Regions from separate parts of the Mus musculus genome. Here region 2 is linked to region 1. Evidence: chromatin contacts called from public HiChIP or PLAC-seq data. All regions are on one chromosome and are shown on one strand. Each heading gives the region's core, a stretch centred on a gene start, on an enhancer-like site or on the middle of the called end of the contact. The rest is flanking DNA. Distances are from core to core; before and after follow the strand shown. Region 1 holds the start of Spg11 (SPG11, spatacsin vesicle trafficking associated). Region 2 holds the start of Patl2 (protein associated with topoisomerase II homolog 2 (yeast)).

The links. HiChIP or PLAC-seq counts read pairs in DNA pulled down with a chosen protein or histone mark.
Region 2: an H3K27ac HiChIP or PLAC-seq map of embryonic stem cells shows a contact between it and region 1, with 8 read pairs. The contact joins the promoter of Patl2 here to the promoter of Spg11 in region 1. A contact is called at or near these places in 3 of 39 promoter capture datasets (embryonic stem cells, frontonasal cranial neural crest and neutrophils), 2 of 484 Hi-C or Micro-C datasets (cortical neurons and pancreatic cancer cells), 6 of 115 datasets of contacts at active chromatin or transcription factors (the NIH/3T3 cell line, the SCID.adh cell line, bone marrow-derived macrophages and 2 more) and 2 of 9 other capture datasets (adipose tissue and liver).

Annotation. Positions count from the first base shown.
Region 1 is chr2:122,116,743-122,123,441 of GRCm38.p6, reverse strand. Spg11 (SPG11, spatacsin vesicle trafficking associated) reads left to right here and starts at 5,056. Exons shown (of 40, transcript NM_145531.2): 1 at 5,056-5,321. The coding sequence starts at 5,074. It overlaps Patl2 (protein associated with topoisomerase II homolog 2 (yeast)), which reads left to right. Exons shown (of 18, transcript NM_026251.2): 16 at 1,564-1,658; 17 at 2,134-2,282; 18 at 2,994-3,334. The coding sequence ends at 2,257.
Region 2 is chr2:122,183,476-122,189,913 of GRCm38.p6, reverse strand. Patl2 (protein associated with topoisomerase II homolog 2 (yeast)) reads left to right here and starts at 3,725. Exons shown (of 18, transcript NM_026251.2): 1 at 3,725-3,783. It overlaps Terb2 (telomere repeat binding bouquet formation protein 2), which reads right to left and starts at 3,642. Exons shown (of 7, transcript NM_028914.1): 1 at 3,562-3,642; 2 at 3,369-3,450; 3 at 1,865-2,004. The coding sequence starts at 3,625.

The DNA of each region.
Region 1 (6,699 bases), core at 3,807-6,306:
GCATGGTGTAGTCCAAGTACTTAGGAGGCTGAGGCAGGGGGATCATGAGTTAAAGAGCAGCTTAGGTTGCATTGCAAGTGTTAGGCCACTCTAAACCTGTCTCAAAACAACCAGCCTCCGTGTGAGCCTAGGATCATCTGCAGAGAGCTTAGTAAATGCCAGATCCTTGCTTTTCCCTCTTTCCTTGTTCTCCCCCCCCCTCCTCTCTCTCCCCTCTCTTCCTTTGTCCCTCCCTCCCTTCACCCCTCCTTTTTTTCTTTTTTCTTCCTGTACTGTCTGGCACTGTTGCCCATGAACATATGGTAGGGTTTGTGGGGAATGCCATTGAGAAAATGGCATGCAGTATAGGACTTGGGGGTGGGGTTACCTCGGTTGGTAGAGTGTTTGTATGAAGTCCTGGGTTTGATCTCTAGCAGCTCCCAAATTGAATGTGGTGGTTCCTACTTGTAAGGGAAAATAGAAGCAAGGGTATCAGAACTTCAAAGTCTTTATGGTGAGTTCAGGGCTAACCTGGACTACCTAAGACCTGTGGAGAGGCACATCTTTTCTGATAGACTCCCTATGGCTGCAGGTGGTGTGAGCCTCCACATTGAAAGTCTCCAAACCTTTTTTTTTTTGGGGGGGGGGTTGGTTTTTTTCGAGACAGGGATTCTCTGTGTAGCCTTGGCTGTCCTGGAACTCACTCTGTAGACCAGGCTGGCCTCAAACTCCGAAATTCGCCTGCCTCTGCCTCCCAAGTGCTGGTATTAAAGGTGTGTCTCCAAACTTTTTATTGTATACCCTTTAGAGGAGAGAGGGAGAGAGGCGGGGGGGGGGGGGGAGGAAGGAGGGGGAGGGAGGGAGAGGCAGACAGATATCCCACGGCAGACAGATATCCCACGTGTCTATAATATTAGTTCCTGACTAAAGGAAAGACAGTCTTGTTTTTCTTTGTTTTGTTTTTTTTTTCCCTTGGTTTTTCGAGACAGGGTTTCTCTGTATAGCCCTGGCTGTCCTGGAGCTCACTTTGTAGACCAGGCTGGCCTCGAACTCAGAAATCCGCCTGCCTCTGCCTCCCCAGTGCTGGGATTAAAGGCGTGTGCCACCATGCCCCGGCTCTTATATTTTTCTTTGTGCTGAGCATTCAAACAAGGCCTGTGTCTACTCAGCACTTTCCATACCACTGAACTCCACCCCAGTCTACAACAGCAAGTTTTTAAGTATGCCACTATAGATTTGACAGTCTCTGTCAATTTCTAGGGCATTCTCTTGTGTGCTCTTGTGTGCTTAAAGTAGTGCTTCTGAAAGTATGGCCCACAGACCACCTGCAGCAGAGTCCAGGCTCCTCATTCACTAGATGACCCCCATCTTGTCAGCTCTCAGAGAGCGCATGGAAAGTTCAGGGCAGTGGTTCCTTTGGGTGTGGAAGAGCTCTTTGTTTAGCTGTAAAATCTGGCAGCTCTTGTATATTGCTCTCTATCTGTACACACAAGCCTGTCCTTTAAGTTGGAGGAAGACAGCAAAGCCAGGGGAGCCTGTAGAACTGTAGACCTCATTTTGTCTTGAACTGTATTTCGCTCACAGTTTGGGATATCTCTGCTATATGCCTTGCTGAGTCATGGAGAGCAGCTGGTATCCCTGGATCCTTCCCTCCGATCCAGCAGTGACTGTGCAACCTGGTAAGACTGTAAAGGCCTTGTCAATACACGCCAATGCCCTGGTGTGTGGGAGCCCTGGGAAAGAGTTCCTGAAGAATAGATTCGAGTGCTGAATCTTCTCCTGCCCTGCCCTACATAGTGTCCTATGTCGGAATGTTGGTTTCCCACAGGGGACAGGGTCATAGTAATTAAAGAAAATACACTTCGAGTCAGACAGACCTGTCTACTGCAATGTAACTTTGACACACTTCACGTCTTAGTCAGTTTCCTCAGCTGGGAGTAGTACTATCAACTCCTTAGAGTTAAAATCAAATAGGAAGGAGGATGGCTAGGCATCATCAGGTGCATAGCAAATGTACAGACGTTACCTCTCAATCGCTGTCTGCGATGGAATCTATGCCTACAGTGGTGGAAGAGGAATAACAGACTTTGCCTGGACATCAGTTTCCTGCATAAACATAAAGGCTCTGCTAGGCCTCTCTTTTCTGTCCCTTAGGACAGACTTGGTGATTCTGATTGCCTGGGAGATAGCTCAGTTGCCTGCAGCATCCTTGGCGGAGCCTCTAGCCTTCCCCAGGAATCTGCTTCCCTGTTCTGCCATCACATGGACAAGCAATTAGTTCAGCAGCTGGAAGCCAGAATGGAGTAAGTGCTTATATAAACAAAGTCTCACCTTGTCAAGCCCAGTCCAAGTCTGTGCATCAAATCTCCTATAAACTGTGATCATGGAAAATAATGAGCTTTACACCTAGTTCTATGAGCCAAGCATGGTCATACATGCCTTTGGTCTTATCACTTAGGGTCAGAAGTGAGTTCCAAGCCAGCCAAGACTACATAGTGAGATATGAGATTCTGTCTCAAAAACCCCAAACCAAACCAACCAAATAAACAAACAAAGTTCTTGGGTCAGTGAGATGGCTCAGCAGGTAGATTCATATCATGTAATGAGGCAAGTGACTCCTGCAAGTTGTCCTGTGACCTCCAAAGGTTCACTGTGGAGTGTGTGTATGTGTGTGAAAATGTAATACAAAAATCTAAAAGTTGCTCTAGATACTCAGGCATTTACTGAGTAACCCAGTCTGGACTCATTAGGGCCCTGTGGTCTGTTTAGCCACAACTTTGTATTTATTCTCAGTGTTTGGTCACTTGTAGGTGCTATTTCAGAGCCATAGTCTGAAAAGTTGAATAACTAGTTCATTCAAACAACAGTTGAGAGACTATTTCAGGCTATAAGAGAAATAAGAGAACATCTCTGTCCTTAGAACTTACCCACTGTTAGAATGAGCCAAGCATGAATTAAACCATAAATACTTGTAAAATGGAATTGTGTTTGCAGTTAACTCTTGTTCTTTGTAGGCTTGCCTGTATCTACTGATGTATTAGTTAATGTGAGAAGCTGAAATATCAGAAACGGAACTCCATCACCTGTCTACAGTGACAGTTGAGGCCATTTCCTATACTTTGTTATGTTGGAGGACCCTGCCACATTGTCATATCCTTTCTTAAAATCTAGGTGACTTGCCTAAAATTAAGGCATGACTACTTTAGGTATGATTAAAGAAATATCAAATGATATGTTGAAACTTGTTTGTAAGTTTGGAATTACAACGAAGGACATTTTTTTGAATATGTCAAGAATATCCTTCCTAATAAGGGGAAAGGCCTTGTATTTAATAAAAGTCTAATCTGGGATGTTGCTTCCGTGTTGCCAGACTTTATGTAAACCAAACAGTTCAGCTAAGGCTGAGAGATTTGGATATAAGCATCTTCCTTGACATAAGAAAATAACATGGGGACTGGAGAGATGGCTCAGTGGTTAAGGGCACTCAATGCTCTTCCAGAGGTCCTGAGTTTAATTCCCAGCAACCACATGGTGGCTCACAACCACCTTTAATGAGATCCCATGCCCTTTTCTGGTGTGTCTGAAGACAGCTACAGTGTACTCATAAATAAAGTAAATTTAAAAGAAAGAAAGAAAGAAAGAAAGAAAGAAAGAAAGAAAGAAAGAAAGAAAGAAAGAAAGAAAGAAAGAAAGAAAGAAAGAGAAGAACATGGCAGCATTTTGTCAAATGAAGTCCTGCATTCATCAAGAAATACTAAAGTACCTTTTATGAGCCAGGCTGGGATTCAGGCAGGAAGATAACAGTGGTGCACAGGTCTCTGCTATTTCCAGGCTTACATAGAGTTTGGTCAGGAATTGACATAAAATGTTAATTAGTCATAAATACTATGATTTGAGAGTGACTGGAATAGAGAGGGGCTTTAGACTTTAGACTGAGCCAGGAAGGCATGTTAGCAGGTTGCCATTAAGTCAAAATGTTCAGTTTGTAGAAGTGGCTGTGTTAGAAAGACACTGTTAAGTAGGCATGGAGGCATAATCCTGTATTCCTAGAACCTGAAAAGCTGGTGAAGGAGGATCAGGTGTCTAAGGCCACTAGAGAACCTTTATCAAATAAATAGCTTGACCAAATGCCTTTTCAATAGCTCTCTACCTCTTCTCTTCTGTATCAGATTGTACTTTCCTGAGAAAAACAGAAGAAATTGAAAGGTGAACTATTTCACCATCTCTACTCTGTATGCATCCATCTGTTACAAAGGATATCGTTTGACTTCAATCTCCATGTTAACCTTCATGTTTGTAACAGAGTCCTTGGTGGAGGACCACAAAGAATAGATTGTTTGACCTCAAAAGGAGATCTATTGGTCTGAGAAGTTTACACTCCCAAATCCTGAGACTGGGTACCCACGGGTACAAGAAAATTCATCTCGAAGGGTCTGAAAATTAGTTTTTGCAGTCAGGAGGAGGAAGGGCTTGTAGAATTTATTTTATTTTATTTTATTTTATTTTTGGTAAACTGCTCTTCAAAACTTCCTGATGGGGGAAATGAGTCAGATTGATTTTTCAAACTCTGGGATCCCAGGCATCTGATGGAGATAGTTGCTTTCCAAAACTCCATACCACTCCGTAGAGGGGCCGATTTCTCGAAGCCGGGGATGGGGGGAGGGGGTCTGTTGTGAAGCCCTGCTTTTTTTTTTTTTTTTTAAAATGGTAGAGGGTTCTTTATTAGTTCTAGACTTTAAAAGAGTACTTGCTACCAAGAAAAGCGCACTACCAGATGCCTGTTAACCGAGCAGCACAAAAAGTGAAGAGGAGCCAGCAACAGGGTTTCAATGGAGTAAGAAGCACCTGCCTTAGAAATCTTTGGTAGCAAGGACAGCACAAGCAGCTGAAAGGCCCTGGCGTATTATTGAATTGAGCTGAGCAGGGAGGGGCAGGCGTGGTTTTTGCAGGATTCCGTTTAGAGCCGCCTCCACCCCAAGCTGAGCAAATGCCGGGCGCAGGACCGCCTCTCTCGTGAGAGTCACAAGGTCCGAATCACTGCGCAGGTCCGTGACGCATTCGGGCGCCTCTACCGGAAGGACCGCCCAGGCCAAGATGGCTGCCCAGCCAGGGCCCGGAAGTGCTGCCTCCCCCGGCTGTGCCGGGGCCATGGAGCGGGTCCTGCCCATGCTGCTGGTGCGGATCCCAGCTGAGGAGACGGCGCAGCTGGGACCGCGGGCGCAGCTGCACCGAGAGCTGGAGGCCCTGGGGAGCCTGACGGCTGCGGGCAGTCTCCAAGTGCTTTCCTTGGCGCCGGGCAGCAGGGGTGGGAGCAGCTGCTGCCTCCCAGGACCCTTTAGGCAGTAAGTGCTGCGGGACGGCTGCAGGCTGTGGGAGGAGGCTGAAATCTGAGCCGCTCCGGAGGGGAGTCCTGGGCTCGCCTCTCGCCGGCCCCTGGGTTGGTGGGAGAGGATGAACCACTGGGGAGCCTCCTCAGGATCGAGCCCCGTGCCTCTCGGAACCTTTCCCATCCCGAAGTGAAATCCTCACCTTGTTGCAACTCACGGCTCACTTCCTGGGTGGACAGAGAAGATGTCTCACTCCTTGATAGCCCCTGCAAACCCTGGATGGGTCTCAGCACAGGTCCTGTTTCTTTAATTCAATACAGATTGTCACTGAAAGGAGTTCTAAGCCTATCTTTCTCTACCTCCTCCTCCCCCTCTTCACTATGTATCCCTAGGTATTCTAGAACTCGAAATATAGCCTGGAGCCTACAGAGATCGGCCTGTCTCTGCCTGCACTACCAGACAGTCTACTTTGTTTTAAAATGCCAGATAAGGCTTATTTCTAAAGCATTTTTTTTTGTCTCTAAAATAATGTTTTCTTGCAAACACAGCCACCACCACGCCCACTCCAGCCCCTGCTCCTCTTTAAACTTGTCCATTCATTTACACAAGTGCTCTGAGGTCACTGAACGGTATTCCAGCCCTACGTTTTCCATGTTTAAATCACAGTCTCAAGATATAGCCAGATTGGCTTGCAATTCACAATCCTCCTGTTTTACCCCTTCTAATGCTGAGATTACAGGCTTGTATACTCCATACCTGGCATGTCCGCTGTTTCTTAGACATGAGGCTCCCATGGATTGAGAAGGTAGAGAATTACAATATTATATTGCTTTCCACTTTTCATAAAACAGTTTACATCATAAAGTTTAGAAGTCCCCTGAGTATATGCTGACCTTTTTAATAAAGGGAAGTAAGTATTTTAGGATCAATCTATATGAGACTGTATAGCCAACAGGTATCTCACTTTGAGTCTCCAGGCTCTTCAACAGCTCTATAGACACAAGATGAGTTTGCTGAGTCAGCAAGTATTTTAACCCATCTTTTTACCCCCTTGTGATACGGTCTCATGGAGCTCAGGCTGGCCTGGACCCAAGGATGCCTGTGAGTTCCCAACCCTCTTACCTCCTCCTCTCCAATGCTGGAATTATAAGCACGTACTTCCATCCCAGCTTTCTACTGTTCTCATGTCTGGTGTGTGTTGGAGTGCCTGTGTGTTCTTGGTATATAAAGGCAGAAATGGGAACTGTCAGTGTTTCTAATAAGAACCTCATAGCCACCCCATTTAATATAAACTTATTATTGTAGAAAAGCAAAGTTTTTAAAAGAAGTTGAAACTATCAGAGTGGTAGCCTCATCTCTTTTAGTGTTTTCAGAGTTGGGCCATATTGACTGA
Region 2 (6,438 bases), core at 2,476-4,975, 68 kb before region 1:
ATTTTTAACAAACTCATTTTACTATAGGTCATTTGTTTGCGTAACCACTTAGACACTAAGTGTTATAACTAGGTTCTGCTGGAACACTAGTTACAAGAAACCAATCTTTGAGGTTTCTTTTGTTGTTGTTGTTGTTTTGTTTGTTTGTTTTGTTTTGTTTTGTTTTGTTTTGTTTTTGAGACAGGGTTTCTCTATGTAGCCCTGGGAATTGAACCAGGGTCTTCTGGAAGGGTGTGTAGTGTTCTTAACCTCTGAGCCCTTTCTACACTCAGGTTTTGGGGTTTTTTGTTTTGTTTTTTTAAGATTATTTATTTTATGTATGTGAGTACAATGTAGCTGTACAGATTGTGAGCCTTCATGTGGTTGTTGGAAATTGAATTTTAGGACCTCTGCTCGCTCCAGTCCACCCTGCTAACTTCAGTCAGCTCTGCTCACTCAGGACCAAAGATCTATTTATTATTATACATAAATACACTGTAGCTGATTTCAGACACACCAGAAGAGGGCGTCAGATCTCATTACGGGTGGTTATGAGCTACCATGTGATTGCTGGGATTTGAACTCAGGACCTTCAGAAGAGCAGTCAGTGCTCTTACCTTCTGAGCCATCTTGCCAGCTCCCCTACACTCAGTTCTTAGTGAGGATTTTGTTTACCCAATAATTCTATGTTCATTTCTAGAGCAACAAACTGAAACTGTTCATAGATTTCCAGTGAGGAAAATATAAAAAACAAAACAGAACAAACCCAAAACTTAAAATTATTTTCATAGACTAGCCCTTAGAAACCTCAAAGAGCCAGGTGTGGTGGCACACGCCTTTAATCACAGCACTTGGGAGGCAGAGGCAGGCGGATTTCTGAGTTCGAGGCCAGCCTGGTCTACAGAGTGAGTTCCAGGACAGCCAGAACTATACAGAGAAACCATGTCTCAAAAAACCAAAAAAAAAAAAAAAAAAAAAAAAAAGAAGAGACACATAATGTCCTGTAGATAAGCTAGGCTGAGCGCTGGAGAGGCAGGATAAGAACACATTCCCAGCAGGGAAAGCTGAAAGGACCAGTCTCAATGCAGTTCCTTACTTTTCTTTCTCTCTTCATAAAGTTGTTGAAATAATGTGAAAGTACTTACAAAAGTATAATGAAAAGCACACATATATATACACACACACATATATAAGAGTATTATAGCAAGCATTTAAAGAAATATTAGAATGAAGAGATTCAACACTAGCAAAGAACACATTTATTAAATCCTCACAATATGTCATATACCTTAATCTATGATCTCATTTTAGAAGTCAATAGCATGTTAGATCACAAAATGCTGGGCGTGGTAGTACACATTTTGTTTGAGGCCAGCCTGGCTTATATAGTGAGATCCAGGCACACCACGGCTACATAGTAAGGCCATGCCTCGACACAAACAACCAAATAAGAAATCCTAAGTGTTGGATCCTAGCTGGTGAGCACTTTCCTTGGAGGGTAATATCTGACTCTGCCTTATGCACCAGTGGATTTCCACACTGCAGCTGAGACCTTGCAGACAAAGAAAGCTAAATGAATGTGTGGATGGAGAAAGCCAGGATTTTCACTCAAGGTATCTGATTCTAAGTCCAGATTCAAACATCTCTGTGGGTAGAGTGGCTCACACCTACAATCCCAGCACTCAGAAGATTGGGATATGAAGTGAGACACTGTCAAAAATAAAAACAAATAAACAGACAGACAAAAAAAAAAAACACCCCCAAAAGCTAAAAATCAAGCCACAAAATGTCCAATTGAGAATAGAGATTGTTCAAATTAAATTTGGTTATCTTACTAGAGATTGGCTGGGCTTGGCAAACCGATGGCTTTATGGTCTTTGCTAACCTTTTTGCAGACATGCAGGAGGAAGAACAAAATGGCCTAAGGCCACTGAATTTTTCATTTCAGTATTAGCTATTGCAGCAAGATAGTAGGCATGAAAAACTGTAGCATTATCTTCTATGTACTCGAGGCTCTGATATATTCTAGAAGAAAGGAAGTCAATGGTTATGAAATAAACAAGAATGCATTCAAACTTTCAAAAGTAAATCAAATATTGGAAGTAGGAGACTGCAAGCATTAGAGCATACATTTATGATGTATTCTTCTTTCCTGCCAAGAATGAATCAATTTCAGGTATAAGACATTTCCCAGCTTGGGGACCTGAGTGTTGGCAAATCTTAGCTTTAGAGTTGGTAAAGGATTGTATGAATTTATAAAAGACTTAAAACAGGGGCTGGAGAGATGGCTCAGCGGTTAAGAGCACTGGCTGCTCTTCCGGGAAATCTGTGTTCAATTCTGAACACCCACATGATAGTTCACAACTGTCTATAACTCCAGTTACAGGTAACCCAACACCCTCATACATACATGCAGACATGCCCCGAAATGTCAATGCACAATAAGTAAATAAATGAGAGACCCTGCCCTAAGGAGGAGGAAGAGGAGGAGGAGGAAGAGGAGGAGGAGGAAGAGGAAGAGGAAGATCTTTAAACAGTAGCTAGCTGGCCATCAACAGTGTACTGAAAGCCAGAAGCCCAAATGAGTTTTACTCATAGTCTTCCAAGAGTCATGAGTCTCTTTTACTCATTAAAAGAAATTAATTCTGAGGTAAAGAATGGGCACACAGTCAGAGAAGCCTTCACATGCAGAAAACATTATTTTTCTAGGCCCGTGAAAAAAGAGTCAAAAGATGTTAGGGAAAAAAAAAACATACATGAAGGAGCAATAACTTAACAGACTATGAAAGACATGGAAATTTAAAGAGGCATTAGCTAAGTCTAAATCTGAAGGGGTTGGGGTTGCAAGCCAGGGGCAGATTTCTGCTCAATAAACAGTTGACAGCAATTATGAAAGGAGATGGCAGAGCACAGATGGAGGCAGGGTCAAGTTCCTGTAACAGTCCTGGGGTGATTATAGGGCTAGTAAAACAGCAGCAATAAGGAAGAAGAACCATTACTGAAGCTGTTCCATGGTCTTAGGCAACCATTCACTCATGATAGAACTTGTCGGTTAAGATGCCAGAAAGCCCGACTTTTGACACATGCCCGAAATCAATCCCAGAACCTGGTATGCTAAGGTAATGGGGTGGGTAGGTTTTCAGCTTGCAAAGTGCAGGACCTACAGACAGAGTAAGAGTTACCACGTGACAGCTAGACAACTCAAAACCAGGATTCCGTTAGAGACCCAAGGGACAGGTAGAAGACCAGGGTGGAAGGAAGGAAAAGAGAATGCTATCCCCCATATCTAGGGCTGCAAACTTGCTGCTCCCTAGTGCTGATAACTGGACTGCTGGTTCCTTTCTTGGGTACACGATGACAGAAAAGGCTGTAGGGTGGCCCTGGGGTACCTCAGCGTGTCAGGGTGCGAGGCATCACAGCTAAACAGGAAGTCGGCGGCCTTCACGTCGCTGACCATCCCGCCTTCGTCCTCTGTGGAGGTAAAAACACACGTCAGCACCGAGGAAGGCAGGGGGGGCCCTGGCGGGGGCTTCAACAGGAGGATGCTCTGGCTCCCACGTCCTGCCCCGCCCATCTTCCTACCCCAGATTTGCCTCAGGTCCTGACTGACACTGCCGCAGAACCAACCACGCTGCCCCTGGAACATGGCGCCACCTGACTCCTGGGGATCCTGGGCGGGGCTTAAGATGAGGCCGCTGATTGGTCCAAAGCTAAGCTAGATGATTGGTTTTCAAGGGGAAAGGGCGGGAAAGGCCTCAGGAAGCAGGCAAAGAGACACTGAAAGAATAGCTGTGGAGGACAAAGGTGAGTTTTAAATCCTGAGTATTTATTTATGTATTTATTTATGTTGGTTTTTCAAGACAGGGTTTCTCTGTGTAGCCCTGGCTGTCCTGGAACTCACTCTGTAGACCAGGCTGGCCTCGAACTCAGAAATCCACCTGCCTCCGCCTCCCGAGTGCTGGAATTAAAGGCGGTGCCACCACGCCCAGCTAATATTTTTATTTTTAAAAAACAGTTTCATATAATGTAGGATGTCTTGGATATATTTGGTAGCTTGCAACTCAACTGCCGGAATTTCAGGGCAGGCCCTCTGAAGCAAGAAGAGGGCAATGAACTGGAGTTAGGCCATCGCGTGAGCTATCATGTGGGTGCTGGAAATCAAACCTGGGTCCTCTGACAGAGTAGTCAGCGCTCTTAAACCCTGAGCCACCTTTCCAATCCTAAGAATTATTTTTAAATGTAGTGATAGTATCATTTTGCTTGTACTTATTTTGTTGGGGGGGGGGAGGTTCCAGGGATTGAACTCGGTGGTTAGGATTGGTGAAAAGAGCTTTCTACCAGTTGAGCCATCTTACCACTCCCCTATATCATATCTTTTTGTTATTTTGAGGCAGTCTCTTGTCTGTCTGGCCTTGAACTTCAACTGAATATGGCTTTGAATCTCTTCTGCCAATTCCATCAGACTTATGTGATCACAGGCCTATGTCACTATGTCCAGTTTACATACTGTTGAGGATAGAACCCAGTGAAAGGGCCTTGGAGTCGGCAGAGAACACACTCAGATGCCAGTCTGTGTACCAGAAGTGGAAGTTTCTGGCCCGGCCTGGCAAGAGCCTTCAAGCAAAGGGGAAAAAGCAGGGAGGGGGAAGTGCAACTGGGACTGCTGCAGCTGCCACTATTGCTCCCAGACCCTGCACTGAGCTGAGCTGATGGAGGGCTGGTTACTGAGTGAGGTGCAGGGGAACTTCTAGCAACGAAATTAGCCACGAAAGCTTCAGGAAAGCATTCTCTTCCCAGAAAGGGTAACAGCTCCTATACAACAGATGCTCTCAGGTGATGGAGTAATTCTCTTTTGCGCTTTGATGGTTTGCATATGCTCGGCCCAGGGAGTGGCACTATGTATGTGTGTGTATATACACTATATATATACCTATATATATGTATATACACACACACTCCTATTGGAGTAGGTGTGTCACTGTGGGTTTGGGCTCTATCTACGACCCTCATCCTAGCTGTCTGGAAGCCAGTATTCTGCTAGGAGCATTCAGATGAAGATGTAGAACCATGCCTGCCTGCATGCTGCCATGCTCCCACCTTGATGATAATGGACTAATCCTCTGAAACTGTAAGCCAGCCCCAATTAAATGTTGTCCTTTGTAAGACTTGCAATGGTCATGTGTCTGTTCACAGCAGTAAAACCTAAGACATACACACACACACACACACACACACACACACACACACACACACACATACACACCTTTATTCCTTCTGGATAGGATCTTATATACAGTTTTGGGCTAAGTTGGGTTCTTACAGTAGGTGCTTCCTATTGGCTTGGTCTGAGATGTTAGGGATGCCTCATTTACATGTAGAGGGCTTAGGGGGAGCTGCCCCTACGTGATGGTCACAACACTCTCTATGGGGACTGTGGCAGTGTGACAGGGACCTGTGATGGGAGCAGGTGAAGCTCCTACCGTCCCTTTGGGTCCCAGGGCTTCCAACCCAGTTCAACTTTATTAGGCTCCTCTCACAGTCTGCCACCCCACATCTAGACACCAAATTCTAAGCACAGATTTATAACCTCAGAAGGGACAAGTAGACTGTGTGGTGATGGTGGTGGGTGCCTCTGGATCGGGCAAAGACAGCAGCAAGTGTCTTTGTAGGAGTAGTTTTTAAGAGAAAGGGGGAAGTCTGTGCTCAGATGAGTTGGTAAGTCCTGATTGGGGATGTGTTAGTGTAGCCAAAGTATGAGTTTTGGTAGCTGGACCTTGGTGGCCAGCCTCAGGAATGGGTCCCACATAAGGAAGTAGCCAAATAAGAAAACCTTGGTGGCTGGTGTTAGGAATGTGGAAGTGCCTAAATAAGGGAATCCAACGGTTTTGCAAGGGAGAGGGAAGGCAGGATCTGGTGGCGCCATGTTTGTCATGCTTGGGTCTGTTAGAGCTCCTCCCTCCCCCAGGGCTTTGTGTATGCTAGGCAAGCACTTGCTCCACCAGCTAAGTCACCACCTCCAGCCTGTTTTCTTAAGTTCTTAAACTGAAACACTGGACAGACTGGGACTGTAACTCATTGGTAGAGTGCAGTGCAAGGACTGGGCTCATTCCCCAGTGAGTTCATGAGGAGGGAGGAGAAGAAGGAGCTCTAGTCCTTTGCTTTTCTAATGGGCCAGGCTATGAAGTCCCTCTTAAGCTGAGGGTGACAGTTTTTTTGAGATGTTGTTTCTCATCGCTCAGTCTAACCTACTCTCAGATTTCAGTATAACATTTTGCACAGTGGTTATTTGAATTGTTTTGTTTTTGAGAGGGTCTGCATAGGATTCATGTTAGCCTCAGATTTGTGGTCCTATGCTTCAACCCCTAAGTGTGAACATGACAGGCGCGATGGCCATGCACTGTTGTATTAAGTATTTAATCTCAACTGGGGGCATCTACCCCACCTTTGATCATTCAGTTC